2 separate regions of the Mus musculus genome follow, and region 1 is linked to region 2. The links are chromatin contacts, called in public HiChIP or PLAC-seq maps. All regions are on one chromosome and are shown on one strand. Each heading gives the region's core, a stretch centred on a gene start, on an enhancer-like site or on the middle of the called end of the contact. The rest is flanking DNA. Distances are from core to core; before and after follow the strand shown. Region 1 holds the start of Lrpprc (leucine-rich PPR-motif containing). Region 2 holds the start of Dync2li1 (dynein cytoplasmic 2 light intermediate chain 1).

Region 1 (3,064 bases), core at 303-2,802, 160 kb after region 2:
ATAGAGGCAAGACCCTAACTTACAAATAAGCATCTCTCCAAAGACAACCAAGTTGTTCAGACATCATGAAGCATTTCCTTCATCTATCTAGTTATACGCCGTGCCGGGCTGGCCCGTGAAGACAGTTACTTCTATTACAGTGTTATTATAATATACATCAAGCCCTGTATCTCATGAAATAGTCCTAACCTTATACGGTGTCCACCTGTGTACCTAAAGAAACTTAAGGCCTGGGCTGCTGAGTGATTTGTCCAATAGCCTAATGCAAATAAGCCAAAGCACCCTCAGTCCATGGCTCCCCACTCCAGATCATACTTCCTAAGTCTGTTTGCTAGACCCCAAAGTTCTAGTGTGGGGTGTACAACTGTCAATTTCTTTCCGGTACTAAAACCTAAGCACCCAACCTTCCTTTATCAGTTGTCAAGAATATCTATGTTCTTTAAGTGAACATACTTGTTTCCCTATAACCTCAATCCAGAAAGGCATATACTCACAAAAATACATGACACTAACTAGGAACTTAACTTGTTTTTGCAGTAGGTACATAGATCCCAACAGAGCACCTTGCACGCGTCCTTTAATCCATTCTAGTGTGACAATCTCCAACCCATGACATCTGTGTAAATACTGAAGGAAAATTCCACTCAGCACAACGCAAGCAAAAACCCGAACTGGCCATGATCAAATGTCAAGTTCTAAACTATCCCTAGATCACTAGAACTTCAAACCCCAATCCCAAGAAAAAGAAAATGAAAAACCAAAGCCTCGTAAGACTACAGACTAGCAGGTTACTGGTCACCAGCGTGCGAGAGCACCCAGGAAGGGTACTCCTAAGGAAAGGCACAACGCCTGTCCCCACCTCAGCCCCATCCACTCCCCCAAAGCCATTGAGCTTCACGGGCCTTTCCAAAGCTAGAGCAGGCAGAGACCTCAAGCAGCAAGCCGGAAGCCAGCCATGCCCTCGACCATGACCTTCTCAAGACTCTCAACCTTGTCACCCCAAACCACTGGCAAAGCATGGGGGAGGGGGTGGCCTCATGCCTGAGAAGCCGGGACCACGGAATTGGAGCAAACGAGCAGGACACCAGCCCGTCCACCGCAGCCAGTCAGGAGGAAGGGTCCGGTACTCACCCTGCAGCCGGCCGGCTACCAACAGCCGCGACCCGGACGACGGAGGACAGCCGGCCCGGGACGCCCGCAGGGAGGCGCAGGGACAGCGGGAGGCGCGGGGCCGCCGCGGCCCCGAGCAGCCAACGCGCGGGTCTCAGCAGGGCTGCCATGGCTCAGCGTACCCAAGGCAGGATAGGATGCACGCTCCTGCAGAGGACCTGGAGGAGCACGTGACGACCCGGTCGCCCCTAGTGGGACAAACTAAGGACCGAGGGCGTCCAGCGGAGGAGGAGGCAGATCCCCGCCAAGGCTCACGGGAGAGGCAAGCCGAGTTCGCGGGATACCCTGGATCCGCCTTCTGTTTTACTATACATTGTTTTTTGTCTTCCGTTCACAGTGTCCCTGTTCCCTTGTCCAGCGCCCCGGCTCTCAGCGAGCCTGGCGACAACACCCCTCCACTTTGAAGTTGGTAGAGCCCACTAGAGGTCGGCTCCGCCCATGCGCGCGCAAGGGCTTGTGGGGGGCCAACTAGGAGCGACACCGAGGGTTGCTGGGAAGGGCCGACCGTGCAGATCCCGGGGTGCCTACGACGTTCCAGCCTTGCGCCTCGGTTGCTACCGAGCCGCTGCCCTAGCTGCTCAGTGACGTAGTTCCTGCCGTAGCTCTCAGAAACGGCGGCCAGAGAAAAGCTTGACGAAGAGAACTGGGAGGCTGTGGACCTCCAGGTTAGCTACATGCTATTTGTGTGACTGGGGATGGGGTAGATAAATATACAGAACTCATCCTAAGTGCCTCGCTTCATGAAATCAATGGATTCTAATAAAGGTCGTATAATTTTAAATGTCAAGGTTGAAGTTTCTTTTTCTCAGTGCCCCGCTCCTTCCAGTTAATGCACTAAGCAACTAAGGTAGTGAGTGGTGCAATTGTCTGAGGATAGGTCTGGAGCTAGGAAAACAAGTTCTTGCCCTCACAGAGCTCGCATACTGAAAGGGTTCCCTGTGCACTCGTGTGAACCCGGGAACAGGTTTCCACTCTACTTAGTTATTCCTTGACTGCTACCAAGTGAACAGTCAAATTCTCCCTCTGCAAGTTTTCCCATGTGGCTGTTTCTTCTGCTAGCCAACAAACTTCAGAGTGCCCAGAATGAGAATGCAGCCTCTTTTATGGCGGAAGCTCGTGATCAGTTGAAGACACTTCGTGCTTTGAGCATTTATTGAATGGATATACGTTCAGAGTTAACTTGGCTTAGCTTTCTTTTGGAGAAGCTAATACCGCCCTGCAAGATGAAGTTACTCTGAGTTACTATAGAGCACTATGATAGAATATAATTCATTCTCTCATTCAGCATTAGTACTATTTATTGAGCACATATTTTGTGTCAGGCACTATTTGGAATGCTGGGAATACAACATGGGGGGGGGGATCTCAATTTAGACAAAATTCCGTACATCTAAAGAAACATAAGAATTGTGATATAAATAAAAGATTAAGGTAGGTTACGGTCTGTGGTGATTAATCTTGATAGGATTTACTATCACCTTGGAAACCAGACTTTAAGCCAGTGAGGGAGTTTTTACATTGGATTAGTTGAAGTGGCAAGACCCACCCTGAATGTGAATGACACCACTGGGTCCCACTGAGTGTAGGTGTGACGCAAAATCATTTGCTTTTTTAAAAAAATATATTTATTTTATTATGTGTATGAGTGTTTTGCCTGCATGTATGTGTGTAACCACAAGTGTGCCTGGTGCCCTTGAAGGTCAGGAGAGGGCTTCAGATGTCCTGGGAGTGCAGTTAGAGACAGATACAAGCTGCTGTGGTGGTTGCTGGGAAACGAACCTACCAGCAGAATGCAGAGAGTCCAGGCATTTGCCACACCCAAGGAAGGCTAGGGCTCTGGATGCAAATGTGAAACGAGGTTGGTGGAAGTAATTATGATGATGGACTTTCTAAG
Region 2 (3,296 bases), core at 108-2,607:
GGCTGTCTTTGAAAACGTCCTTCCTCCACTGAACACCTTCGCCTCAGACCTTCTGACCTGACTCTTTCCTACACTTTGCTTCATTTCCAGGAATATACTCCTTCTGTCTCTACATTCAAATCTGCCAATAGGGCTGAGGTGGTAACTCGTGGTGCAAGGCACCTGCCTGGCTTGCAGGAGACCTTGGATTCATTCAACCTTCTGCATGCTAGGAACTGAATCTCAGCTCATCTTATTCCAAACCCCAATGTTCTTATACGTCCCACCATAGAAACTGAACCCAAAGGCTTGGAGAGAATTTCCTTCAGACATTCAGGGATCTGGGACCTGGGTCTATTCAACATTCAGAACAGGTCAAATAGCAAGCCTGTCATGAATGCTTTGTCAACTGCTTCAGCTGTGGTCACTTTGTACCTTTCCTACAATAGCTTGCTTTCCCTGAGTTATGATTACAATTAGCTGTGTCCATCTATTTTAAAAGGGTTTGTATCTCATGTCTTACTCTGTATTGCCCAGAGCAATACTCTATATAAGTTTGTGGGGATTCCTGCCTATGTATAAAGAGCCCACAAAGTTCAAACAAATATAAGCCCTCCTGCATAAAACAAATTAAGTATGTAGGAGAACACATACTTCATTGACTTATTAATAAATCCACTGCTTCATAAAACATCATACATCCAAATGTTCAGAAAACTGGACAAAGCTGGGCAGTGGTGGTACATGCCTTTAATCCCAGCACTTGGAAGGCAGAGGCAGGCAGATTTCTGAGTTCGAGGCCAGCCTGGTCTACAGAGTGAGCTCCAGAACAGCCAGGGCTACACAGAGAAACCCTGTCGAAGAAGAAGAAGAAGAAGAAGAAGAAGAAGAAGAAGAAGAAGAAGAAGGGGGAGGGGGAGGGGGAGGGGGAGGGGGAAGAAGAAGAAGGAGGAGGAGGAGGAGGAGGAGGAGGAGGAGGAGGAGAAAACTGGGCAAAAAGTTTGCACACCTTGTTCCTTGTTTTGATTTTAACAGTTGAAATTTTTTCCTCCTATGTTTTATTAGGTAACTGCCCAACATTGTTTCAGCTTCCAAATCATGGCACTAGAGGAAAAAAGTAACGATAAGAGAGCAGAGGCTCCTGGCATGCAGTCTGCACTCCGTATAACTAAAAACAAAAACAAAAACAAACAAAACCTTCAAGCCCCCAACATTTTCATTCCAGATGCACAAGCATGCTCACCATATCATCTGGCATCCTAGGGCTTGATGCTGAATACGGAGAAGTAAGCCGAAGGTGGAGAACTACACTTCCCATGAGGCTGCTCTTTGGGACGCAACCTCGGCCGTGACGTCGTTGCCATGGCAACCGAGGAGCCTGCATTCTCTGGCCCAACTAGGTGTTTGCAGCCTGCCTGGGTCAGGGTTGTTCCTCACGCGGAGCCCAGGAACTCTGGGGCGGCGCAGCCACCATGCCCAGGTATTGCTGAACCGGCCTGCGGGGCTCTCACGACCTGCCCTCTTTCCCACCAGAATAGGGAAGGGATACGGAAGGTTGGAGCAGAGGTACCCAGCCCTGGCGCTGTGGGCGATGCGGAGCTGGTCGGAGCAGTAGTACCTCGCTGTCACCACCCTCCATCCCTATCCCACCCTCCTACTCAACCCCCTCAACCCCTCCCTCCCTCCCCGCTCCCCGCCCCCCCCCGACCTATAACTTGAGGATTCTGTCACAAACTAGAAAAAAAAGCGACTTGAAAAGATCTTCAACTCCATCCATTCGCTGATTGCAGTGAAGTGTTTCAGATAGCCACATGCTGTTGCGGGCCAGGGCATGGTGGTGAACCAGACCACAGAGCCTTCTCCCCAGGGGCCCCTGCCTGGTGTCACAGGGCTTCTGTACCTTGGAGGAAAGTGTAACATCTCCTTGAAGGCGCAGAGTTGGGGGTCTTGATGGCTTATGAAATACACTTGAACATTTATCTCTACCAGGTTCCTTTAAAGTACCCGAACCTCCCTCCGAATGGCCTACAAAGATGTCAGGGAGAGGGCCAAGGGTCCACCAGGGCGCAGTATGATCCACTTTGTGGATCAGAGGCACAAGCTGCGGTAGAGTTTATGAAGTTCCGGGCTGGAATTGAGTCAGCTTAGGTTACTGTAGTGAAACTGTGAGTGCGGGGGTTTTGTTTCTTTGTTTGGGTTTTGGCAGATTGAAGAACCCTTTCCTTTCCCTGGGTACTTGAGAAACAGAGAACCATATTTTGGGGGACTGGTGTGTAAACAGAGCAAGCAGAATCCTCGGCCTGTGAAATAAGAGTTCAGATCATTCGGGATTTCGATTTTGACTTTGTCTTCCTGTTTTGACATTTTAAAACACTCCCGTTTTGTTTGTGGGGTTCTGGGAATTGAGCAGGCACGGTAACGGCTTAGACTTTATCACCAGCCCTGATTCAGGTTCTAGTCTGGTAATAATTATAGGCCATCAATAGCTTTTGTGGTTTAAAACTAAATGAACAGTGACAATGTAACAATCACTGTGGCCCCCAAAGCAGATATTCTTTTTTTTTTTTATTGACATTTCAGAGACAATAGATTTGAACTAGAGGATTAGCATAGAGGCTTGCATGCATTAGTTGCTCAACAAATACTTGGTGAGGGCTGGAAGATGGCCCAGTGCATAAAGTCCTTGATGTTCAAGCATGAGGACCTGAGCTGGTAAACCTAAGGTGCGGGACCCATGTCTGTAAACTCGGGACTTAGGAGGAGGGGTGGAGACAGGCGGGTCCCTAGAGCTTGAGGACAGCTAGCCTACCCCAAGAGGGCAAATAGGCATGCTGTCATTCTCTTTGCTCTTGGCTGTGGGTGTGACTGTCTGGCTGAGGCAAACTGCTGTGGCCTTAACCTACCGACGCACCGTGACTCCTGGATATATGAGGAAAATAAATCCTTGCCTTGTTGCGGTGTTTGCTCACAGCAGAGGAATGGATGCTAGGGCGCTCTGTCAGTACTCTTCACGAGCCGTTTCCAAGTGAAGATAGTTAGAAAAAAAGTCCTCTAGTGTTTTACCTAGCTATTGACTATCAAGAAATAGTATTTTTATAAATCTTACTGAAATAAAATTTCTCTGCGGGAGATAAATATCTCTAAGGATTCCTTTTGTTTCTGTGCCATTTGTCTTTCTACTTATGCAGTGAAACTCTCTGGGAAATCGCAAAAGCTGAGGTAGAGAAACGGAGAAGTCATGGGAGCGAAGGGGACGGAGCTGAAATCGGAGAAAAATCTGTTTTCTTCATTGGCAGTAAAAACGGGGTAATGCTTTT

What was found. HiChIP or PLAC-seq counts read pairs in DNA pulled down with a chosen protein or histone mark.
Region 1: an H3K4me3 HiChIP or PLAC-seq map of embryonic stem cells shows a contact between it and region 2, with 16 read pairs. The contact joins the promoter of Lrpprc here to the promoter of Dync2li1 in region 2. A contact is called at or near these places in 1 of 39 promoter capture datasets (neural stem cells), 2 of 484 Hi-C or Micro-C datasets (embryonic stem cells and regulatory T cells) and 2 of 115 datasets of contacts at active chromatin or transcription factors (embryonic stem cells and memory CD8 T cells).

Annotation. Positions count from the first base shown.
Region 1 is chr17:84,789,234-84,792,297 of GRCm38.p6, forward strand. Lrpprc (leucine-rich PPR-motif containing) reads right to left here and starts at 1,553. Exons shown (of 38, transcript NM_028233.2): 1 at 1,132-1,553. The coding sequence starts at 1,280.
Region 2 is chr17:84,625,118-84,628,413 of GRCm38.p6, forward strand. It overlaps Dync2li1 (dynein cytoplasmic 2 light intermediate chain 1), which reads left to right and starts at 1,358. Exons shown (of 13, transcript NM_172256.2): 1 at 1,358-1,459; 2 at 3,168-3,285. The coding sequence starts at 1,452.